Linked DNA regions of Mus musculus: regions 2, 3, 4, 5 and 6 are each linked to region 1. A link is a contact called in public promoter capture Hi-C data. All regions are on one chromosome and are shown on one strand. The core of a region is the stretch at or near the end of the contact, and the rest is flanking DNA. Distances in the headings are between cores, read along the strand shown. Region 1 holds the start of Zfp94 (zinc finger protein 94). Region 2 holds the start of Zfp658 (zinc finger protein 658). Region 3 holds the start of Zfp128 (zinc finger protein 128). Region 4 holds the start of Zfp446 (zinc finger protein 446). Region 5 holds the start of Zbtb45 (zinc finger and BTB domain containing 45). Region 6 holds the start of Mzf1 (myeloid zinc finger 1).

Region 1 (3,666 bases), core at 543-3,042:
GGTTCTGCTTTAAAGCCAGGAACTGGTCCTGCCAGAAAACTCTGAGTTTCCCTGATGAGCCTGTGGGGGCACCCCGGCTGTCTTTTGCTACTACTCTGTGGGTTCTTTCTTCCAGCCTTCTCCACCCTTGCAACCCTGTAACACTAGATAAGAGAGGAAAAAGGAGAGGAAAGTGATCCCTAAATAAGGTGGGGGGGGTCAGAAAGGGGGTGATGTTATTGATAGACTACTTCCTGCTGATTAAGGGCATCACATTTCTTGGGGGCAACTTTGATCTCTGCCATTCGTCTTGCTGTTTCTTCTTTGCACAGGACCACTTAACAAACTTTGACCAACAGCAGTCAAAGACCAACAGCTAACAAACTGCCAACAACCCCACTGAACAGCCACCAAAAGCCAACCTACACCCACCCCTCTCTGAAAAGTCCCCCGAATTCTAAACATCACACACGCACAGAAACCACCTGCAGCTGGCAAAATCACGCCTCTGCTAGAGCAGGAGGCAAATCCCAGCTGCTGTGGACCGTCTGAAGCAGCCTCATATTCCTCACCTGGGGCTAAAATCAAAACATTCCTATAGTATTTCTGTTTTTCAAAGAAACCAAAACTCCAAAATTGTCACAACAATCATATCATGTAAAAACTAGTCTTTTTCCTTGCTACTATGTATACCTGTTACAGCATCTCCGCTGTGCCACACACATACGCCGAGATTTTGTTTGGATGAAAAAAACTTTTGCTAGTGGTCCTTTGGGATAATTAAAAACAAACAAACAAACAAACAAACAAACAGACAGACAGACAGACAGACAGACAGACAGGGCTGAGAGATGGTTCAGCAGTTAAGAGCACTGACTGCCAGAGGTCCTGAGTTCAATTCCCAGCAACCACATGGTGGCTCACAACCATCTGTAATGGGATCGGATGCCCTCTTCTAGTGTGTGTCTGAAGCTAGCTTTTTTTTTAATTGTACTTTATTTGTACTCACATAAATAAAAAAAGAAATAAATCTCTGAAAAATAAACAAAACAAAACAAAACAAACAAACAAACAAACAAAAAAAACCAAGCAAACCAAAACTTGTTTCTCCTGTGGATTGATCTAGATTGATGTGGAAGATAGAAGGAAGTGGGGAGAAAACTGGAGGGGCAGGGAGGAGAGTATGAATTATCAATGTACCTGTGGTTACATTGAAGAAGCAGCCTAGCAGGAGGTTAAGTGGATTGTGTGGCTGTGATGTGTAGAGAGAATTTTGGTTTCTTTGAGAAACACAGAAGTATATATTATATACTCAGGTATATAAGGACAACGGTAGGGCCAAATTACCGCCTATGAGGTAAGGACTCTTAATTTTCCAGGGTGAAAAATTTTCCACGTGGGACGTGTCAAGTTCAGAGGCAGCATGGTGTCATGGCACACACGTTAGCCCAGCATTTGAGAGTGTGCAAGACTGAGGCAGGAGGACCATCGTAAATTCAGTATGGATTGTACAGTGCGCACCAGTGTCTCGCAGATTAAATAAAAAGTTCCGCAGAGGGCTAGGGAAGTACCTGCGTGGCGCACACACACACACTCCAGAGAGGCTATATACTAGGAGAAACGAGTGTAAGATCCGCCTCTCCGCATTCACTACCGGAAATGTAGTTCAACTGTTCCACAAACACGCAGGCACCCGGGAGAGCTGACGCGGAGATTTCTGGGAAGTGTCGTCCAGGGTCTCTGCGCATTGCGCGTGCGTCTGTGAAGGCCGGCGGACGCCGAGCATTCTGGGAAGCGTAGTTCAAATTCTCGGAGCATTGCGCGTGCTTCTGTTGTGCGGGCTGATGCGAAGCATTCTGGGAAGTGTTTCCCAGGTGGTTTCTGTTAGCATCCGCTCCCCTTGTCCTCCCTTGAGTCTCCTCTCTCCCACACCTTCCTCGACTGATGCCTGGATCTGGAGGTTTGCAGGGTTGGCGGCGGGCGGCCGTAGGGGAGTCGGCTCCAGGCTGGCGAAAGGGAAGCGCAGGGCGCCCAATGAGCCTCCCTCCATCCCACAGATATCATCGCACTGATAGGGTCTCAGCGCGTGGCTCAGTCAGCCTCCTGCCTCAGCATCCGGTGTGTTGCGATGACAGGTGTGAGCCCTCACACCTTCCTTCACTGCTGTCTGGAATTGGGGTGCGAGGGCCATGTTGATAGTGTTGTTTGAGGCATTGATGTAGCTAGTGTCACCCTGCCCTGAAGGTTCTAGGACTCACACCTACACTGCAGAGAATCGGGATGGGTGGAGATTTGTCGAGAGCCTGTCATGTAGAAGGATAAACGGACACGTCTATGGCTTTCCACGATGTCAGATTTTGCTGAACGACAAGAAAGTCATAAGCTGTGTCAGTTTCGTTGGCTGCAATTTGCCAAGGAATCTCGATTTCTCCTGGTGGTTGGCCATTAATCACAGGTTCTTTTATTCCAAGCTTAACATAGCTAATGATAAATTTCAGACCACGAGTCACCTGGCACACAGTTATACACACTCGTGAGTTTATTATCACAGGATGGATCATTGGAACTGGACTTGGCTCCTGGCATGTGACCAGGCTACTGAGCAGTGTGCCTGCCACATACCGGTCCCTTGGTGAAGAAGTAACGTGATATGGTTGGTGCGCTTATGTTTTATGTTACCAGGCTGGCTTTGAACTCACAGAGATCTACCTGAGTGCTGGGACTAAAGGCTAGTCGATATCTTTTAATAGCACAATTGAGTCGCCTGGCTATGACTGTGTAAACAAGACATGGATTTCTTCTTGGCACTTTTATCCAAGATAGAGTAACTCAGATCAAGACTGTTGCCGCATAAAATTCAAAACTAGTCATAGCCTGAAAGCTGATGGTCCAAACAACACAGCTCCCTGCTCAGCATGCTCCCAAGATGGTTTGATCAGCCGGGCAGTGGTGGCACACACCTGTAATCCCAGCACTTGGGAGGCAGAGGCAGATGGATTTCTGAGTTCGAGGCCAGCCTGGTCTACAGAGTGAGTTCCAGGACAGCCAGGGCTGCACAGAGAAACCCTGTCTTGAAAAACAAAACAAAACAAAAAGCCAAAAAAACCCAAAAAACAAAAAAGGAAAAAAAAGATGGTTTGATCAAGTGTAGCCCCTTACCTCTAACCCTACCCCCATTACAGATTCAGGGGAGGAAGGAGGAAGTGGTGGTCTGTTGACCAAGCATATCTAGGTGCATCAAGCCAAGTGTATTTCCTCCTGTTAAGGCGTAGCCTTTTAAAATACAAGTCTGTTTTATTCTCGCTTTTTCTTTCTAAGACTTTTTGTATGGGTCATATATGTGTACCATTACATGCATGTGTTGATACATATATGCTTCTGAATGCTTTGTACATGAGTGCTGGGATTCAAATTCAGGTTCTCCTGCTTTTCTTTAATAATTTGTTTTCACAATGACAATTTGTGTGTGTGTACACGCGTGCATACTCACATGCAACACTGAGCATGTGCAGGATGGAGGAGACCTCTCAGGAAGAGTCAGTCCTAGAGACTGAACTCAGGCCATCACTTGGTGACAAGTACCTCTCCCTGGAGATCTATTATCACGTGGGCTCTTTACCTTTTGTTTTTATTTCCCCCTGAGATAGTTTTTCCGTGTAACCCTGGCTGTCCTAAAATTTGCTGTTA
Region 2 (3,666 bases), core at 807-3,306, about 19 Mb before region 1:
CTGGGAAGATGGCGCAGTGGGTAAGAGAGCTTGCTGCACCAACGAGAGGCCCTGAGTTCAAATACCTAGCTATCTGAAAAAGGCAGGCTTGGCTACAAATGCCTGTAAGTCCAGTGCTGTGTGGGACAAAGAGAGGAGGACCTCTGGGCTCACTGGCTATCCGCCTAGCTCCAGGTTCAGCGACAGACCCAACCTCAACAGACCCAACCTCACGGGAATAAGGCTGGGGTGATGGAACACGACACTCAGTAGCTTACTCTGGCCTCAGTGCAGGTGCACTTACAGACTCGCACCTATGCCCACACCCACATGCATAGACTACATACAACACACATGCCAAAACCCCAAACAACTCCCCTTCCCTGAATTACACGCCAAACACGATAGTTAGGAAGGATTCACTGCAGCTGCTGTACCTTTGACTTGTGAGGAGATAAGGAATTAACCTCGCTGATGCCACAGTGAGGGCGCAGGTGTGTACCATGGGCACTGGGGATCTGCAGTGATATGACGCTCAGCCTGCCCTCAGAACCCACACAGAAAGACACATGAGAACGAGCAAGCTGCTCAGGCTGCTCCTTTTTCTGAGCTTTGCTAAGCTGTTCAGACACAGCCCTCCCCAGTCCCCAACTTTTTGAGACATGGCCTCACTGTGTTGCTGTAGCTGGCCTGCGGCTCTCTGCTTCCTGAGTGCTGGGACTAAAGGTGTGCGCCATTGTGCCCAGCTCTCACGAGAGCTCTTTTAAGCATGCCACCAGCATTGATACAACCATTTCTCTCTCAGAAATGACAACTAAGCTTATGGGCTGTTCCAGAACACACCCTAAGAGGAAGAGCAGGACCAGTCCCGTTCCTTCCCTACTCTAAACCACACCCAGTGCCCATGATCTCGGGCGGTCTCTGTGTGCCCAGCACCCAGAACCCTTTCTCCTTCTGAGAGCAGAGATGTGGTGCAGTGTGGTGTGGTGATGGCCACTCCTGGCTCTCTGTGCCTGTCTAGACATTTTCGTTTTCATCTATGCCCACATTGACATCCTGTTTCTCTTCCTTAAATTCAATGGCTCAATCCCTTCCCTGACTTGGAAACCCTGCACATAAACACCAGGCCCTCGACACAAAACATTTCTCCCTTGTCCACAATGTTTTTATGGTACACAGGACATATTCACTGTCATTCTGGACTTTAAGTAACCTCTGATAAGTGGACTGACCACAGGATTAATTTAACCACGGGGTTAAAATGGGCATACCTAGTTCCCCAGAACGTTATTACTTTGGCAGCCAAGATGACAATTTACTAGTTTCCAGAGAATCTTCAATAAACTCAATAGTGATACCCAAGGAACATACAACCTCCAATAAGGACACAGGGTCCTTCTGCTCAAGTGCCAATCACTGACTCTTATTGTGACCATATGGTCTCAGCAGAGGCAGCATTGACCCGCCTCATGTCCCAGCCCTCACATAAAACGGCCCGGGGATTAGGATTTGCCTTTTAAACGTTTGCTTTGCAGCGCTAGCTCTCTACAGGAGACTACATGCTGGGAACGAAAAGGTCCTGTTTTACAAGCCTTGCTACCTGCACAAAGGCTCAACTTGCAGCTCCGATGCCTGTGCCCTCTTTGCATATGCAAATCCCCTGGCTTTTGTTCCACGTGTTCTTAGTATTAGTTCCGCAGGCAGAAGCCACAGGCTGACCGAGAATGGCTGGCTTTCCCAAATTAAGCCCAAACCACAAATAATCTCATTTTCCATTTGTATCTGCCTGTTCTCTTCTCGCAGGCTACTACTAGAAAGCAGCGCGATCGCCCTCAGAGACGCTAGCCCCAGGCTTGCGGTAGCTGGCTGCACTGTCTGTCTCTCTCAGCAACCCTGCTCTCCCAACTCCCATAGGATTCCCACCCCAGCTCAACCAGGGCATCCCTCCAGTAGCTGTGTCAGCTGTCACTCAACACAAATCAGCGCTCAACAGCACAGCATCCTCCCTGCGCCCCTGCCGCTCACCTCTCACAACAATGCAGAGAACTCTGCACAGGACGCGCAGTGTCCCTCCCTGCGACTTCCGCCCCCGGGCCCTCAGTGTTAGAATCCAAACTCTCCTGGAGTGCGGGCAACAATAACAGAACTGATCTGCGCGGAGATTTAAGCGGATATGACCGCTCGAGACCACTTCCGTTTACTGCGAATCAGTGTTCTTCGCCACCCTCCCACACCCCCTTTTTTCCCCTTGTGGAGGCTGGCGAAGCGCATGCGCGCTACTATTTGTGACGCTACAACTTGCCAATACTTCACTTGGATCTTCCTGTAGTTTCTGTTCCTTTAGGAGCTGTCATGGCCACTCCCACAATACAATGATACAGGGACCACCATCACAGTGTGCACATAAGCAGGCAAAGCTTGTGGACTGTGACACAGTGAAAGTCCAAGGCTGTCTCATATTTTCAGGGGATTTTACTTCCTACCTATACGTGTATATCAGTTATTTCCAAGAGACCGGGATGCTGCATATTACTAAAAATACCATTTTTTTTTCTGTATATTCTCAGGGACTTAAAAGATTTTTTTCCTCTAAACTAAGAAGTAAATAAAAAATAAATTAATAAATATAAAGAAAAAAAAAACTAGGTTTGTTGGGAAATGGGAATTGAAGCCATGTGGAATCTTTAAAGATGAAGGTCTGAAATAAATGTGACACTGAGGCTTTTCATGGGGACCAGAGGTGGAGAAAATCTGTTGTCAATGACAAGTGTTTTTATTTTAATTCTTCATTATTTATTGTGTGTTTTGCATATATAAGAAATAGTGTAGAGGAAGGTGGAGAGGGAGATAATGATAAATGGTGAGAGATCAATTGATGACGAAAACGTGCAGTACAGTAGAGGGAATAAATCCATAGGCCAAAGTCGAATATCTGAACAAAATGAACGATTGTGTGCAGTATCTCAGGTTAGCGTTCTCTAGTTCTGTGTAGACAAGAGTATAGCATTGAACATGGTATGATCCCCTGCTTCTGCTTTCCAGGGCTGGGGGGTGGGGGGGATATGCCATCATGCCTAGCTTCACATATGATTTTGATTGTCTTGAGAACAAATTATAGTACTGGTGCTCTTGTGACCAGGGTTTTGTGTCCAAAGATACAGCTCCGGGGGTCCCAAAAAGTAGTCTCAGCCACCCATCACCACATGCCAAATTATATTAAACCACATAAAAGTTAATATGCAAATATCAACTTCTGATCGATTCTCTGCTACATCTTAGCATATGATTGATACCCACACGCACTTATTGCCTCCCGGGCACCACCTTGCTCTTCCACAGGCTCTCTCCTTATGCTTATGACCTCTCTAGGCTGTAAATGTGGTACAGTGCCCATCTGTCTTGCAGCCTGAGTCACAGTCAGTCCACCAGGAAGATGGAGCACTTGCCCTGTGGAGGTGATGAAGCACAAAAGAAGCTGAAACTGTATGCCTCTCCTTCTTTGTGCTCCATGAGACTGACCTAATGGGCAGCTGAGGAAGTTGCCCTGTCCATACCATAAAACCACCCCATGCATCAGGAGGCTGAACCACAGATACCCTGAAAAACATTGTAGGTCAGGCATGGTGGAACACAACCTTAATCCCAGCACTTGGAAGGCAGAGGTAAGCAGATTTTTGTGAGTTCCAG
Region 3 (3,666 bases), core at 863-3,362, about 11 Mb after region 1:
TGGGTGGCCTCTAAATGCAACCACACATTTAGGAGATAGGCGTGAGACTTGAGAAGTTGGAAAGTAATGTGATCACCTAAGCGAGATGCTACATTGCTGCTCTAAGGCTAGATAAAAGGCCACAAGGCAAGGAGTGCCGGGGCTACAGCTCTTATAGTTGGAAAAGCAGAGAACATCCCCTAGAACTTGGTGGAAGTATGGCTCTGCTTAGTTTAGTGGTGCTCATTTCTGACTTCTCATCTCTAGACTGTGTCCCCCCCACCCTCCCCGCACCTTTTTTTTTTTTTTTAATTCTGAGAGAGGGTCCAGCCTGGCTTTGAATTTATCATCTTCCTGCCTCAGTCACTCATGTTGCTGGATTATATGCATGCGTCACCACTCTTGGCTTACAATGTACATTGTCTTTTGCCACACATTTTGTAAATACTTGCTACAGCAACCACAAGAAACTAATGTACTAGACCTCTAGGGTCTCCTTATTTGGTCCTTGCTCCTGTGGAGGCTAGTCTCCAAAATGGCCCCTTAGTAACCCCCCCTCCCCTCCCCACCCCCGATCTGCATGCAACCATGCTGACTTCTATAACTGATAGGATACTGTGGAAATGACAGCATAAAGTCTGAGCTGAGGTCACAGGTGACAACACAGCTTCTACCTTGCCATCTTCTGGATCACACCACTCTATAGGAAACTTCACTTTACACAGTGAGACCTAAGTGCTTCATAGCAAGGCCTACAAGGAGAAACACTGAGTTCTCCTGCCAACAGCATGTGAATGAACTATCTTGACAGTGGGTCTTCTAGGCTCTGATAAGTCTCAAGTAATAACTGTTGGACTGTCATTTTGAATATAACTTTAAGAGCCTAGGGTAGATCCATAAACTAAGTCACTCTTGATTTCCTACCCCATCAGAAACCATGAAGTAGTGTTTATTTCAGGTCTCACTACGTTTTGTGTGTACTACCTGAAACACGACAACAGATTGATTAAACACACCTCTTTTCCCGCCCGTCTCATCGCTTACTCCTTGACAAACTGTCAGCCTCATGACGGTTACCTGAGACTTGACTGGGGCTGGCGAATCCACCTTCACTATGGCTCATTCATATAGCTGTTGATAGGCCTCAGTTCTCAGTTCTACACTCTGGTCACATTTCATGAAAAACTGAGATGACATGAATCTGATCATTTGCAATCTAAGACTATCATAAGCTTACTTTTCACACCAAATGTAATTAACGCAAATTTCCCCCAAGCAAACCAAATACCCACCTCCTGACCTCCAGAGCATAATTTCAAAGTTGCAGAACTTATGTATGAAATGGTCTTGGCTTCTGCTAGGTGAACTACGGTGAACAGAATAAGCAATTTGTCTACAAGTGCAGACTTTGATGATCAGGAGCTAGACAAACACTGATAGCCACACCTACCAGTTTTCCCAAGGCCCAGAAGGGCGTGACCCTTACTAGTTACTTCTGTTTTCCTAACTTGGTACCTCTGCCCCGTGAAGTTATGCCTTACTTGCAAAATAGGGGTCATGGTGCGGAGGTTCCCTTAAAAGTCGGTTGATTCTGCGCCTTAGGACATGTTTTGAGGACCGTACCCGCAATGTGGTTGCTCTGTAATGCTAGCCAGTCACCTGTCATCTCCGAGAACCGTCTTTCGGGATAAATGGGAGGGCGTTGGCCAGAGTGGGATCGAACCCCTGAGCAGAGCCTGTCAGTCCTCAGGGAAATGACCACCCTCCTCCCCTCCACCCCATGGCACGCAGACAGGAGGCTGAAGCATGCACACAGAGGGAACTAGATTTGGACCCAGGCTCGGAGGCTGAGCCACAGCGCTTGTTTCTCTTGTGGAAAAAGCGCCGCGGGTTACAGGTCACTCTGTCGGGGACAGCAGGACTCGGAGTCCAATCTGTCCTTTTTGTTACCTGAAGTTGTGTTGCTTGCGGCCGCGAGGCCATTGCCACTGTTGCTGCTTTGTCCTGGTGGTCCATTCCAGGCCAACAGGTTAGCCACAGACGTCCAAGGACACCCTAATTTTAAACTCAGCCCCGTCCTGGGGACCACCCGACTGGCCTCCCGCTGGACAATGGCGGCAGCGCCAGGGACACTGAGACTACAATTCCCAGAAGGCCACGCGCCGAGACGCAGCACTTAACCAATGGAAGCTAGCGCCAGCCCAACGTTGACCAATCGGGGAAGGCCTGGCCTCTGGTCTAAGGGAGTGCAACCACTCACAGGTCTTGTTTAAGGATCAGGTCTGGGTACCAGCAGAGGTCAGCTTACATTCCGTTACCTGCGGGTGCGGGCATCACTTGGGCTTCGAGTTGCCTGGAAAATAATCCTCCCGCCCTGACGGCTGAGTTCAGGGCATATATGCATCTGCACCGTGAGTTGGGCGCGCAGCGGCAAGGTCTTGGTGTTAGAATTGGTCAATCTGACCTGCTGCTGGAATTTTTTGTTTTGTTGGTTTTTTTGTTTTGTTTTGTTTTTTGGTTTTTTGGTTTTTCGAGACAGGGTTTCTTCTCTGTATAGCCCTGGCTGTCCTGGAACTCACTTTGTAGACCAGACTGGCCTCGAACTCAGAAATCTGCCTGCCTCTGCCTCCTGAGTGCTGGGATTAAAGGCGTGCACCACCACACCCGGCTGCCCGGCAGGCAGATTTCTGATTCCTGCCCAGTCTGGTGTACAGAGTGAGTTCCAGGACAGCCAGGGCTACAAAACCCTGCCTTGAAAAGGGAAAGAAAGAAGGAAAGAGAGAAAGAGGAAAAGAGAGAAAGGAAGGAAAGAAGGAAGGAAAGAAGGAAGGAAACAATGGGCTTTTGCTAGTTTTCACTAGGTTGATGATGTAATAGAAAAAGACCAAAAATACACTATACCCTTAAAGAGACAGAGACTATCAGGTGTAGAACAGCAGGCTCTGCCCTTCCTCCACTATCCCCACTCCCCAGTACTGGATATTGAACCTAGGTCTTTATGCAAGAGTGGTAAGTGCTCTAATACAGAGCTGCAGTCCAGCAAACAGCAGGTCCTTTTATTCTCATCCTCCCTTCTCTGTCTCTCCCTCCTTTCAGCCTAGTAGTTTCCTTTGTTCTCTCCTGGCATCTTCCTCACCAGTCTGACAATGACAGTAGTGTCATAACTGGTGCTCTGGGTCTGGGCTGGGCATTTCTAGGTTCTTGGCCTCTTTTCCAAAGAATTGAATTTAAGAGCTTACAGAAAAAAAGTAAGATAATGTTATTTGAGTAAAAGTGAAATTACATATTATGTAGGTATGCTATTAAAGATTGACAATGAGTTATGGGAGTGAAGATTCTCAGTGTCCAGATTATTGCTCAGGGCTTCCTTTTATAGGGTTCAGGAGAAGGGGGTGCTGATTACTAGATATGTAGTTTGGGTGGTTCTCTACTCTGATTGATAGAGTAAGTCATATATTCGTTTTCTCTACTGTGCATGTCCTTTTTATAATGCATCTGATTTTAAACATAAGTGTGCCCTTATGTATCAGCATAAGGTAAATAGGAGGGTCTCCCTAAAAGTAACAGAGGGCACAGTTTTCCTTTCTTGTGTATGCATCTGAAACTAGGTCAGGCCAGATCAGCTTTTCCATTCTTCATACACAGACAATGCTGAGAATATACTTGAATGGAAACTGTCTAATTTGA
Region 4 (3,666 bases), core at 502-3,001, about 11 Mb after region 1:
TCTGGGTAGATCGATCTATCCCGGCCTTCAGCGGTGCCTCCGCAAGGCCTGCCTTGGAGGACTCCGTTGCTGCTGAGATGTGGTGACTCCCTGAGGACTCCTTCTGGACTAGAGGAAGCATCTTTGGCTTCAGGATGTGGGCTGTGATCTGAAGAGAATCATGTCACAGGGGCTCTCCCTTCGATCTGTCCTTCTAAGAAGCTAATGTCATTTCACTCACCCAGCCCAGCAGCTGCCCAGGATCATGCTGCAGCCCCTCAACAAGAACTGCGGCCTCCTCGGGGCTTCCTGGTCGCTGCCCTCGAACCCAGGCCTGGATCTCAGGGGGCAACACACCCAGGAACTGTTCCAAAATCAGCAACTCTATTATGTGTTCTTTGGAGGATGACTCAGGCTGTAGCCACTGGTGACACAACTCTCGAAGCTGGGCCAGTGCCTCTCGGGGTCCCTCAACCTCCTCATAGCAGAAACCCCGGAAACGGAGTCGTGCAGCCTCAGGCTCCTCAAGGGTGGTCCTGGAGTCTCTGAGGGATAGGTGTGGGGTACCCCGAGGAGATGGCATTCTTGTTTTGAAGGGTCTTTTTGGAGGTGACAGAGGGACCTACAGAAAAGGAAGAATGTCATCTAAGGTCAGAAGACACACACCAGACCCCTCCTAGAAGCCGGAAAAGAGAACCCTGAGGCCAGGAGAACTTCAAAGAAGGTCATGGGAGGTGCAGCCCCACAGCAGTTGAGCAGCTGTATTTTGTTTTGAAGATAAATGACTGGGTGGAATGTCCAGGGACCTTCTAGAAAACTGCAAATGACGGGCTCAAACATTTGGGTACAACACAGGGCTCCTGGGAGATGAAAGTGGCTCATCCAGTAGACAAAGGGTCAAGCAGGACACGGAGGGAAGGGGGGTGGGACCATCATCCTGGGTGACCTGGAGCCCTGAGGCTTCAGACAGGAGGCAGACCACTGTGCTAGCTGAAGAGTTGGCTCTGAGACACAGGTACAAGACCTGGGGCAGAGCTGAAAGCCTGGGTGCATTCTCAGGAGCTTATTATGGGTTGGGAGGCACAGCTCGCTGATCGCAGCTGAATTGTGGATGCCTCATACTGCCTCAGCTTACTACGCATGTGAAACCCTGAAACAAAAGCCAAAATCAAACAGCCCCGTTTTGTGTGGAGTTGTAAACTGGAACCTGTGTCCCAGCTCTTAAGATTCTGGTTTTAAATCGGCTCTCTTGGGACATCCGTCCTGCTCTGGAGAAACTCAAGAGTTGGGGTGTCAGGCTCTGACACAGGAAAGGGGTGGGTCCGACGGCTGGGAGGTGCTCTCGGTGATCCGAGGAGCCGGATTATGAAGCTGCGCCCGCCCAGCTAGGAGTGAGCTCACCTCTGACGCGTGGGAGAGCCCCAGGAGGTTGGGGCACTTCCAGGAAGTGACACCGAGCACGTCCCACTGCCACTCAGAGAACGCCCCGCCTCGCGCGTTGCCCTACCAGCCCGGCCAATCCTGCATCTGCTCCGCCGGATCGGCCCCCTTCGCTCGGACTACGTCTCCCGTGAGCCTCAGCAAGAACGACAGCACGCTTCCAAGGCCTCTCACGCGCGAGACTCTTCGCTCCTCTCCTTGGGGTCGCGTTGCTGCAGAGTTCCGGGGGGGGTTCCCACTCCTGACTTGGCAGCCGTTCTTCTCTTGCAACCGCAGCCGTAGGACTCACGTAGGACGGAGCCGACTGTGGGTTAGCCTCCTTACGCATGTGCGCAACGGACCTGGTTTCTATTGGCCAGAGAGGCATCCTGACCAATCAGAGCTAGCGCTCCCGGAAGGACTCTCGCTCCTTGTGTCTCCTAGGTAACAGCTAGCGCACAACTTAGGGCCTCTTGCTGTTCTCTGAGTTAAGCTGTAAGGGTCCCCCTGCCTCGGAGAAGGCCTAGGTGGAGGCTCCTTGGCCTCTTGAGTCCAGACTGTTCTAGACAATCCCGTTGGGAATCCAGGTGAAAGGCGGTGGTGGGCGAGAAAAACTCAGTATGGCCTCCATCGGATCTCCGTTAAGCTCCCTGGATATTGTGGAGACAGTAGGCCTACAGGTGAACAAGTGCTCAGAGGAGGTAACCATGTAATTACCAACCCTCACTAATAGTCTTCAGATAACATTACTGAAAATAAGGACGGAGGTTTCTGATTAAAATTACGAGGTATACTCAACCCTTACTTAGGAGGATGTAGTTAGACAAGATGACTTATATTTATTTTTTTTCTCCCAATGGGCAGTTGATGGCATTTTGTTTGTTTGTGGGGGAATGGGGCCTTTAAAGAATAAAAGTCCTTGGCTGTCCTGGAACTCACTCTGTAGACCCTACTAGCTAGCCTGGAGCTCACTCAATAGTTCTGCCAGTCTTTCTCCCATTCGCTGAGATTAAAGGCATGGGCCCCCATATCCGACAGTTAGAGGCTTTTTAGCTTAATTGCAGATGGGCTTAGTTTTATTTCCACATATCAAGTGGCTGGACTGTGATATAAACCATTCAATCCTGAACTCGATCTGCCTACTTGGGTTTCTTCTGCTACCCAGGAACCTTCTCCTTGGCAGCTACTGTAGAGAGCAGCGGTTCTCTACATCCAAAACTCCTGAGCAGTTCTGTCGGTAGAATTTGTCTTTTACAGATTCTCTGGACACAACTCTCACCACCTACCTATTGAGGAGAAGCGCTAAGGGGGCCTAAGGGGGTTCCCAGAAAGCTCTCTTGGAAACACCTTTGTTCTAGTGCTCACCTCCCTGCTAGGCTGGTTTCTAAGCCTTCTATGTGCCACAGGATAGACCTGGTTGAGTCTTGTGATGGTATACATCTTACCCCTGGGCTTGACATGACCATTACCATCTTTATTTCTCCCTTGTTCAGGCCATTAAATCTAAGACCACATATTTAATAGGTAAACTATCATTGAGCTAGCCCCAACTCAGTCCTTAATTATAATGGTTATATTAGGTTGGCCAATGTAACCATGAAACATTTTATCTTTTGAGGCAGGATCTAAGTTCCCCCAGGTTAGCCTCTCAGCTGTCTTAAAGTAGAGGGCCTGTGGTGACCTACTGACCTAGCTCTTAGGGTAACAAAATAAAATTTATAACAGATAGCTAGGTCTATGGTACTGGGGTGTTCAAGTTTCCTCTTGGATTGGGGAGACATTTTGGTCACCAGTCGTTCTTGCCTAACTGTGTGTGATCTTTTTTTTTTTTTTAAATATTTATTTATTATATGTAACTATACTGTTACTGTCTTCAGACACTCCAGAAGAGGGCATCAGATTTCATTTCAGATGGTTGTTAGCCACCATGTGGTTGCTGGGATTTGAACTCAGGACCTTTGGAAGAGCAGTCAGTGTTCTTAACCACTGAGCCATCTCTCCAGCCCATGTGTGATCTTAGAAATGATAAATTTTAAGGTAAAAAGTTGATTAGGGCACTCAGGAGGCAGAGGCAGGCAGATTTCTGAGTTTGAGGCTAGCCTGGTCTACAGAGTGAGTTCCAGGACAGCCAGGGCTACACAGAGAAACCCTGTCTCGAAAAACAAAACAAAACAAACAAAAAAAAGTTAATTAGGTTTGAGATTCTTCAGTCACCCATCTTCTTGTAAATGTTCCAGCTCTGGGGAGGAAGGGGAGAAGCCTTCCCCA
Region 5 (3,666 bases), core at 630-3,129, about 11 Mb after region 1:
TCGGAAGAGCAGTAGGTGCTCTTACCCATTGAACCATCTCTCCAGCCCGCAAGATCTCTTTCTTGGGCTAAGAATCTTAAGAGATAAAGGTGCCAGACCATTATGCTTGTCATTTTGCTGTTAATCCATCCTTCCTTCCTTCCTTCCTTCCTTCCTTCCTTCCCCTCTGTCTCTCTCTTTTTAAAAAGATTTATTTCCTTAATGTATATATGAGTATACAGTAGCTGTCTTCAGACACACCAGAAGAAGGCATCAGACCCCATTACAGATGGTTGTGAGCCACCATGTGGTTGCTGGGAGTTGAACTCAGGACCTCTGGAAGAGCAGTCAGTGCTCTTAACTGCTGAGCCATCTCTCTAGCCTGCTATTAATTATTTCAACCCAGGATCTCATGCATGCAAGCAATTGTCCCAGCTCATTTACTTGGGTGTTTTTTATTGTTTTTGTTTTGTTTTGCTAAGCAGGTTCTTATGGTTGAGGCTGTCTTAAACTCCCATTCGTCCAGCTTCTCCCTCTCAAGTAATAGGATTACAAGCATTCCTAGCTGTTAAATTTTGAGGGTCCCCCCCCTCCTATAGCATCCTATGTAACCCAGATTGGGCTCAACTCTGATATCTGGGGGGTGACCTTGAACTTCTGACGCTCCTGCCTCAACCTCTGAGGTTTTTTTTTTTGTTTTTTTTTTTTTTTTTTGGTTTTTCGAGACAGGGTTTCTCTGTATAGTCTTGGCTATCCTGGAACTCTCACTTTGTAGACCAGGCTGGCCTCGAACTCAGAGATCCTCCTGCCTTTGCCTCCCAAGTGCTGGGATTATAGGCATACGCCACCACCGCCTGGCTTCCCCAGACTTTCAAACACACATACAACACAGCTACCCAGCATGGGTCCAGGATGGGGAACAAAACATCCTGACATCTTCCTCATGCGGCACCACCCACTAGATTCCTCAGTACCATTCACACGGAGGCCCAGAGCTCTATGCCTCTCTTTTGCCTTACATAGTGGTTGATTGATTGCCCCAAGAACAGAGGGGAAGGGAAGGCCAACCCACCACTTGAGAGGTTTGGTTCATGGGTGTCTTGGACAACAAAAGGACCACGTAGGAGCCCCGCTTGGACAACTCTCTGGCTGTTCTCTCCCTCTACGCACTTAGTCCCTGCTCCTTGGTATCTGACTACTTCCGAGCCCACTTCGTGTCCTACATTCTATTCTGATCTGTGGCCAAGCTGGGGTTCTTCAACCATTCATTTATAGAGCAGCGAATTCCCGAGAGTCTGGGTGGGGTGAGGTGGGAGCACCGAATGAGGAGGCTTCCTTGGGAAGGTGGGCCTGTGTTCTTTAGATGACTGCAGGGAAGCTCTGCAAAGCTTCTTCATCTGGGGTGCGAGCAGAAGTGACTCAAGAGAAACTTCTCGGGGCTGAAGAGATGGCTCAGCGGTTCACTGCCATCGGTAATGGGAGCTGATGCCCTCTTCTGGTGTGTCTGAAGAGAGTTAATAATGTACTCGCATAAAATAAATAGAAAATAAATAAATCGAGAGAGAGAGAGAGAGAGAGAGAGAGAGAAACTTTTCCCGTGTAAGAGAAAAGCCACCTGGGAGAAAAAAAAAAAGCCTCTGGATTCCATCCAGCGCCCTCTCCAGACCCGCTGAGAGTACTGAGGGCGTGGCCCGAGGAGTGATTGACAGCTCGCTCGGATCAGCCTGGAGACGACGGACTCCTGCTCCTTCTGCCTACTGATCCCCAGCTCTTCGGTCCCCAGCTTCTGCGATTTTGGTTGTGGCGCGGACCAGACCGGAAGTTCTGCTCAACGACTGCCTAGTCTAAAGAGGAACACCGGAAACGTGCTCCCGACTATCGTTCCGCCTGTGCCGAGGCTATCTGTTCCGCTTCAGCGCCCGGAAGTGCGGCCTTCAAGTTGACAAGCAGGAGGACCTGCAGGACCTGCTGCCTGAGGAGTCGGAGGTGGGGTCGAGCGGGCATCCCCCTGCCTCAGAGTCCCAGAGAAGGCTGGGGCGTGCCAGGAGCGGCACGCCTGCGTGAGGATCGGTGTGCACGTTGCGAACACAAGAGGGCGCTGCAGGATCGGGGCAGGGTGCGGAGGCGGGAAACTGGGGGTAGATGTAGCGGGCCTGAAGGGGACTCTGGCATAGATAGGGTGGGAGTGAGACAGGCTGATGGAACAAGGTGCATGGCATGGGTGAGGGAGTTGTAGCGAGAATGCTGTAGGAGATGTGGGAGAGTGTGCCTTTGTTCTGAGGCATTCAGGAAGGTTCTGCTGCATCTGAGGAGTCCGGGCGTTCGAGAAGTAGGGTATGGATGGGGTTGAGGAAGAGTTATGGGTTGGCATATTATTTGAAAAAGGAGGCCGCTTGGCAGAGACAGGTTCAAAGCCTTGGTGGGTTTGAAGAATTAATTCATCATCATAGAGGTCCCAGATAAACCCGGTTCGCAGGCTCCCTCTGGCGGCCACGTGAGGGAAAGGCCTGGAGGTGGGAGTGTGGAAGGGACCCTGCATGGCGACTTCCAGTAGGCCAGGCCAGTGGTAACTGACACAATGTGTGCAATACTCCGAGAGAAAGGGAAGGGTGTTTTTGTGTTAAGGATCTAGAATCGTTGAGTCTGAGATCTCAGTAGTCCTTTTGTAAGGGGCAGGATTAAATGGGGCCCTGCTCTGGGTCTGTCCTAGAGAGACAGGCTGGTGGTCAGGGCGAATCCTGAATCTTGATTCTCTTCCCTTAGAGCAGTGTATGCAATCTGATCCAAGGGAAACACCCTTGTTTGCTGAATAAGGAAACAGGCCCAGAGACCTGGAGATATTTGCTTGATGGGTTAACTGACAATTCTGATTCCCAGCTCCTTTGCGGAGGGCGTGTGTGTGTGTGTGTGTGTGTGTGTGTGTGTGCGTGTGCGTGTGTGTGTGTGTGTGTGTGTGTGTGTGTGTGTGTGATGGAAGAATCTGTCTTCCCTCAGTATGATTAGTGCCAGGATGATAGTCTCGGGTTCATAAGAACTATGGGGATTGCTAAACAACACTGAATTTCAGCTTGCTGGCCTTTCACATCACTGGTGCATTTTCAAAGCCCAAAGTTAGCACCTCTCAGGTGATGCAAAGAAGAAACAAGGTTGCAAAGGCCTTGTTATATGTACTGTTTATTTGCTTCCCTTGGGTATGGCAGGCACAAATCCTCAGCCTCAAGGGGTGTTCCTAAATGATTCGGCCAGGAGGCAAGTTGCCTCCCCACCCTTCTGAAAACCTCCACATAACAGTAGTTAATGGGACCTGGTTCTTGAGGTAGTCATAGATCTGCTTGGGGCCTTCGTGGTACTAGGATATGGAAATCTGACTAGGGTAGACTAGAAAAGAAAACAGCCATCCGCATTGTCTCCTCCTCTTGCAGATGGCAGCCACAGAGGCAGTGCACCACATCCACCTACAGAACTTTTCGCGCTCACTACTGGAGACCCTCAATGGGCAGAGGCTAGGCGGTCACTTCTGTGATGTGACCGTGCGCATCCGTGAGGCTTCTCTGCGTGCTCACCGCTGTGTGCTGGCCGCTGGCTCACCCTTCTTTCAGGATAAACTGCTGCTCGGCCACTCAGAGATTCGTGTGCCACCAGTGGTGCCTGCGCAGACAGTGCGCCAGCTGGTCGAGTTCCTTTACA
Region 6 (3,666 bases), core at 639-3,138, about 11 Mb after region 1:
TCCTTGGAAGGAAGAGCAGGGTGATCTTTAAGTATGAGGGTACTCTGTTTACATAGAGTTCCAGGATATCATAGTGAAATCTTGTCTAAAATAAATTATTTTTAGATTAGAACCACAACTCTCAAGGATGTGTCAAAAACTTATGTGTTGCAGGATATCACACTGTAAACCCCAAGGTTGTGTTATTTATTGGGGTTAAAAAAAAAACTGTTTTTAGTTGTGGTGTGGTTCCGCCATAGCACACACCTTTAATCCAAGAGCTTTCTGCTTGAGTATTGTAAACAGGATTAAATAAAGTCAACCATAGGTCAAGAAGCAGAACAAGAAGCCAGTTGACAGAGACTGAACATAGACATATTAAGAAACACACACATACACACGCACATGCACACGCACATGCACACGCACGTGCGAGAGAGAGAGAGAGAGAGAGAGAGAGAGAGAGAGAGAGAGAGAGAGAAAGGGAACCCAGAGGACAGATAGACATTCAGAAAGTAGAAGTGGGGGAGGACATTCAATGTGAAGGTTTCTTGGGACAGAGAGAGAGATTTGCGGTGGAACTTCAGCTGAGAAAGAAGGTCACCTGGGTGCTTTTTCTACCTCTCTGAGCTAGGTTTTCACCCCAGCATCTGGCTTCCACTACCTCAAGGAAAACAGAAAGGTAGCAAAAGGTAGTTTCAGGAAGATGCAACAAATGAATCTAAATGAATCTGAAATAAAACAAAAGGTTAGGTGTAGGGATAAAGAGATATTTAGCTACCTTCCAGGTGATGGCTGGGCAGAACTCATTTGCAACCTGTCAGCTTCTTTTTTTGTTTGTTTGTTTGTTTTGTTTTGTTTTGTTTTCCAAGACAGGATTTCTCTGTATAGCCCTGGCTGTCCTGGAACTCACTCTGTAGACCAGGCTGGCCTCGAACTCAGAAATCCGCCTTCCTCTGCCTCTCAAGTGCTGGGATTAAAGGTGTGCGCCACCACGCCCGGCTACCTGTCAGCTTCTTGTAAGTCAATTTCTACCAGAATAGTGTTACGACTTCAATCACAGATTTAAAAAATGGGGGAGGAGAGGTAATGTTTAAGTAGTCAGGTGTCGCAATATTGTTTGGTAAATGATGCTAGGAAACTAGAGGACTGGTCCCCGTCCTCTTTCTGGTGTGTTGTCATTTTTTGTGTGAGTTTTCTCTGAAAATGTTTCCCCCACACGCACATCTAATTTTTTGTTGCCATCCCTCAGTCTTTGAAACCTATCAGTCCGTTTTACCGTATCTCTATTAACATCTTTACTATATCTCTAATTTCTCCCCACTTACCTTTGTACTCTGGGTTGGCCCCTAGAGTTTCGATGTCTCACTTTCCTAATCCCAATCCCTTTCTGCTTCTCTCTTCTTCCTAAATTTTCTGACATGACTCAGGTTCTAACTCTGATTCTAATGACTAACCCTCCCCCCTTTTCATTCATACCTATGTGTGTTCACTTATATTCAGTCTCTCCTAGCATCCAGTCTCCCCCTCACAATTTTCCCACCCCTCTCATCCTCTCCCCCGACTCTGTATGGGGCTATCTCTGCCTTCCTGTATAGACATCTCGTTGGGTATTTGTGTCCCTGTCCCTTCCCCTTGGCTTCGCCACAGATCCTGACCTTTCTTAAACCAAGTAGTGCGGTCGTTACCTAGGATACCACCAGGTTTGGTCCCTTAGTTACCATGGAGTCCCGCTCACTCCTACCCACCGCGCAGAAATACAAAAGAGATCCGGTGGTGCTGCGTTTGCGCACCCACACAGCACCCTCCAAACTACGACTCCCAGAAAGCATTTTGCTAAGCCTTTCTTTCAGTGGTTCCGCAGGTAGCCCAGCGGACGCTCTTTTTCGAACCCGTCGTTGCCATGGAGACGGGGAGACGGCGTCCTAGTGAGAGCGGTGATTGGTGCAGAACCCTGCAAATCCCTGGAAGGCCGGTAGAGAACTGACATTTAAAAAAAAAAAAAAAAAAAAAAAGTGGTGGGGGCATGCGCAGTCTGGAAGGTGGTGCTTGAATCCGTTGCCCCCCGAGAGGATTGTGCACGTCGTCGGGGCCCTGACGCCTGAATTCGTGGCCGGGAGTGTGGGAAGAGACGTCCAGGAGTGCGAGCTGATTATTGCAACCAGCGCAATCCCCTAGGGACGGGAAGAAGGGTAGAAACGGAGGCTGGGGTGGGGGAAGGGCAGAAGGGCTTGGAGCTGCGCGCAAAGCAGTCTGGGATATGTAGTTTGATATGGAGCAAGCGAACGAGAGTGCGCATGTTCACGAGGGCACAGCCTCCCTCGGAGCATTGAAGGAAGGCTGGGAGTCCCTTCACCTCAAGGCCTAGGGAGGAGTCTGGGTAGAGTGGACTCTGGGATTCCAGCTGTCTAGCTAGACCCGGAGCGCCGGTAGGGGGTCCAGGAACTCCCAGCAAACCGGCCCTGTGCTGACGCGCTACCGCGCTGATCGCCACAGGTGCCACGGCGACCGGACACATTGGCACCCTAAAGCGAGGATGCTCACTTAGACTTCTGGGAAATGTATTTCCGGAACCTCTTCTTGCTTTATGGCTGTTCCAAGTTTCTCTCAGGGTTTCGAGTTGACTTAGCACCCTAAAGAGCAGAGGTGTAACCCACAGAAATCAAGCTGCCTCTAAGCTGATGCCACTGCAATAGTAAATTTAGATTTTCACAAAGTCCCAGTTGCAGAAAGTATCATGGGAGAAGTCAGTCCTTTTTACAAGTGAGGAAACTATAGCTGACATAGGCACAGCAAAAGTAGTACCCTTGCAGACTGTTGGTCTAATGAGTTGAGAGCCTTTAAGGGTACCCAGAAGTCCCAGTCACCTCCCAACCAACTAAACTAGAGAGCTGAAGACTTGTATCGCTGTTGGATGTGATGAGTTGGCTTCTGGTATTGGAGATATATGGAAACCTGTTGGCCTGAGAGAAGCTGAGATGGGGGATTGGGTGGAGTAGGGCTGTCCCCTTGATACCACATTGGGAAAGGAATGTTGGGGCCTGAGAGAGAGGCCAAGTCCAAGACTGGGTAGAAAACATTAAGGGACTTGTTTGTTCCACCGCAAAAGGCTGTCCACAGGGACTCTTATTGGGAGTCCAGGAGGAGGCAGCAGTGGTACTGATGTCTGGGTGCAAGTAGAGATGCAGCTATAGAAAAGAATAGGATGTAGGGAAGAGAAATGTTTCTAAGCTTAAGCAACAGCCTGTATTTAGAACAGAGTAAGCTACCAGACACTATATAGGCCCGGCGGAAATGAGGTCTACAAAGCACATGGCTCATATAGAGTTCCCACGGATCTCTGGGGTGTGGCTGGCCTGTCAGTGCCTGTTCCCTCGGGTGTCCTCTTCATGGCGAAGGTCTCGGATGAAAGGACACAGCATGGCACTCAGTCAGCATTCGCTGCCCCTGGCTGTCCTTATTACACATGCCTTGTACTATTCCTTCCCTAGGGACAGACACTGGCCTCAAAGACCGGATCTGGTACTCCTGATGAGACCCACTGTGCTGGGCTCCTCGGGCTGTGCACCCCCAGAAAATGAGCCTGCTCTGGTGAAGCTGGAGGACTCTGACAGCGACGATGAGAGAGAAGATATATTGTGGGACCCAGGCCTTGAGGCTGCACGTCTACGCTTCCGGTGCTTCCGG

What was found. Promoter capture Hi-C pulls out the DNA fragments that hold promoters and counts their contacts.
Region 2: a contact with region 1 is called in a promoter capture Hi-C map of frontonasal cranial neural crest. The contact joins the promoter of Zfp658 here to the promoter of Zfp94 in region 1. A contact is called at or near these places in 4 of 39 promoter capture datasets (cranial neural crest, frontonasal cranial neural crest, liver and 1 more).
Region 3: a promoter capture Hi-C map of pre-B cells shows a contact between it and region 1. The contact joins the promoter of Zfp128 here to the promoter of Zfp94 in region 1. A contact is called at or near these places in 2 of 39 promoter capture datasets (cranial neural crest and pre-B cells).
Region 4: a promoter capture Hi-C map of pre-B cells shows a contact between it and region 1. The contact joins the promoter of Zfp446 here to the promoter of Zfp94 in region 1. A contact is called at or near these places in 4 of 39 promoter capture datasets (cranial neural crest, frontonasal cranial neural crest, maxillary cranial neural crest and 1 more) and 1 of 9 other capture datasets (adipose tissue).
Region 5: a contact with region 1 is called in a promoter capture Hi-C map of second pharyngeal arch cranial neural crest. The contact joins the promoter of Zbtb45 here to the promoter of Zfp94 in region 1. A contact is called at or near these places in 2 of 39 promoter capture datasets (maxillary cranial neural crest and second pharyngeal arch cranial neural crest) and 1 of 484 Hi-C or Micro-C datasets (B cells).
Region 6: a promoter capture Hi-C map of second pharyngeal arch cranial neural crest shows a contact between it and region 1. The contact joins the promoter of Mzf1 here to the promoter of Zfp94 in region 1. A contact is called at or near these places in 5 of 39 promoter capture datasets (cranial neural crest, frontonasal cranial neural crest, liver and 2 more).

The regions. Positions count from the first base shown.
Region 1 is chr7:24,314,792-24,318,457 of GRCm38.p6, reverse strand. Zfp94 (zinc finger protein 94) reads left to right here and starts at 1,792. Exons shown (of 6, transcript NM_001199321.1): 1 at 1,792-1,939. It also overlaps the pseudogene Gm44513.
Region 2 is chr7:43,560,760-43,564,425 of GRCm38.p6, reverse strand. Zfp658 (zinc finger protein 658) reads right to left here and starts at 2,056. Exons shown (of 5, transcript NM_001008549.2): 1 at 2,005-2,056.
Region 3 is chr7:12,879,624-12,883,289 of GRCm38.p6, reverse strand. Zfp128 (zinc finger protein 128) reads right to left here and starts at 2,112. Exons shown (of 4, transcript NM_153802.4): 1 at 1,930-2,112. The coding sequence starts at 1,995.
Region 4 is chr7:12,975,933-12,979,598 of GRCm38.p6, reverse strand. Zfp446 (zinc finger protein 446) reads right to left here and starts at 1,751. Exons shown (of 6, transcript NM_175558.4): 1 at 1,487-1,751; 2 at 221-601; 3 at 1-148. The coding sequence starts at 1,747.
Region 5 is chr7:13,008,065-13,011,730 of GRCm38.p6, reverse strand. It overlaps Zbtb45 (zinc finger and BTB domain containing 45), which reads left to right and starts at 1,879. Exons shown (of 3, transcript NM_001360833.1): 1 at 1,879-2,095; 2 at 3,402-3,666. The coding sequence starts at 3,402.
Region 6 is chr7:13,052,986-13,056,651 of GRCm38.p6, reverse strand. Mzf1 (myeloid zinc finger 1) reads left to right here and starts at 1,888. Exons shown (of 6, transcript NM_145819.2): 1 at 1,888-2,171; 2 at 3,471-3,666. The coding sequence starts at 3,511.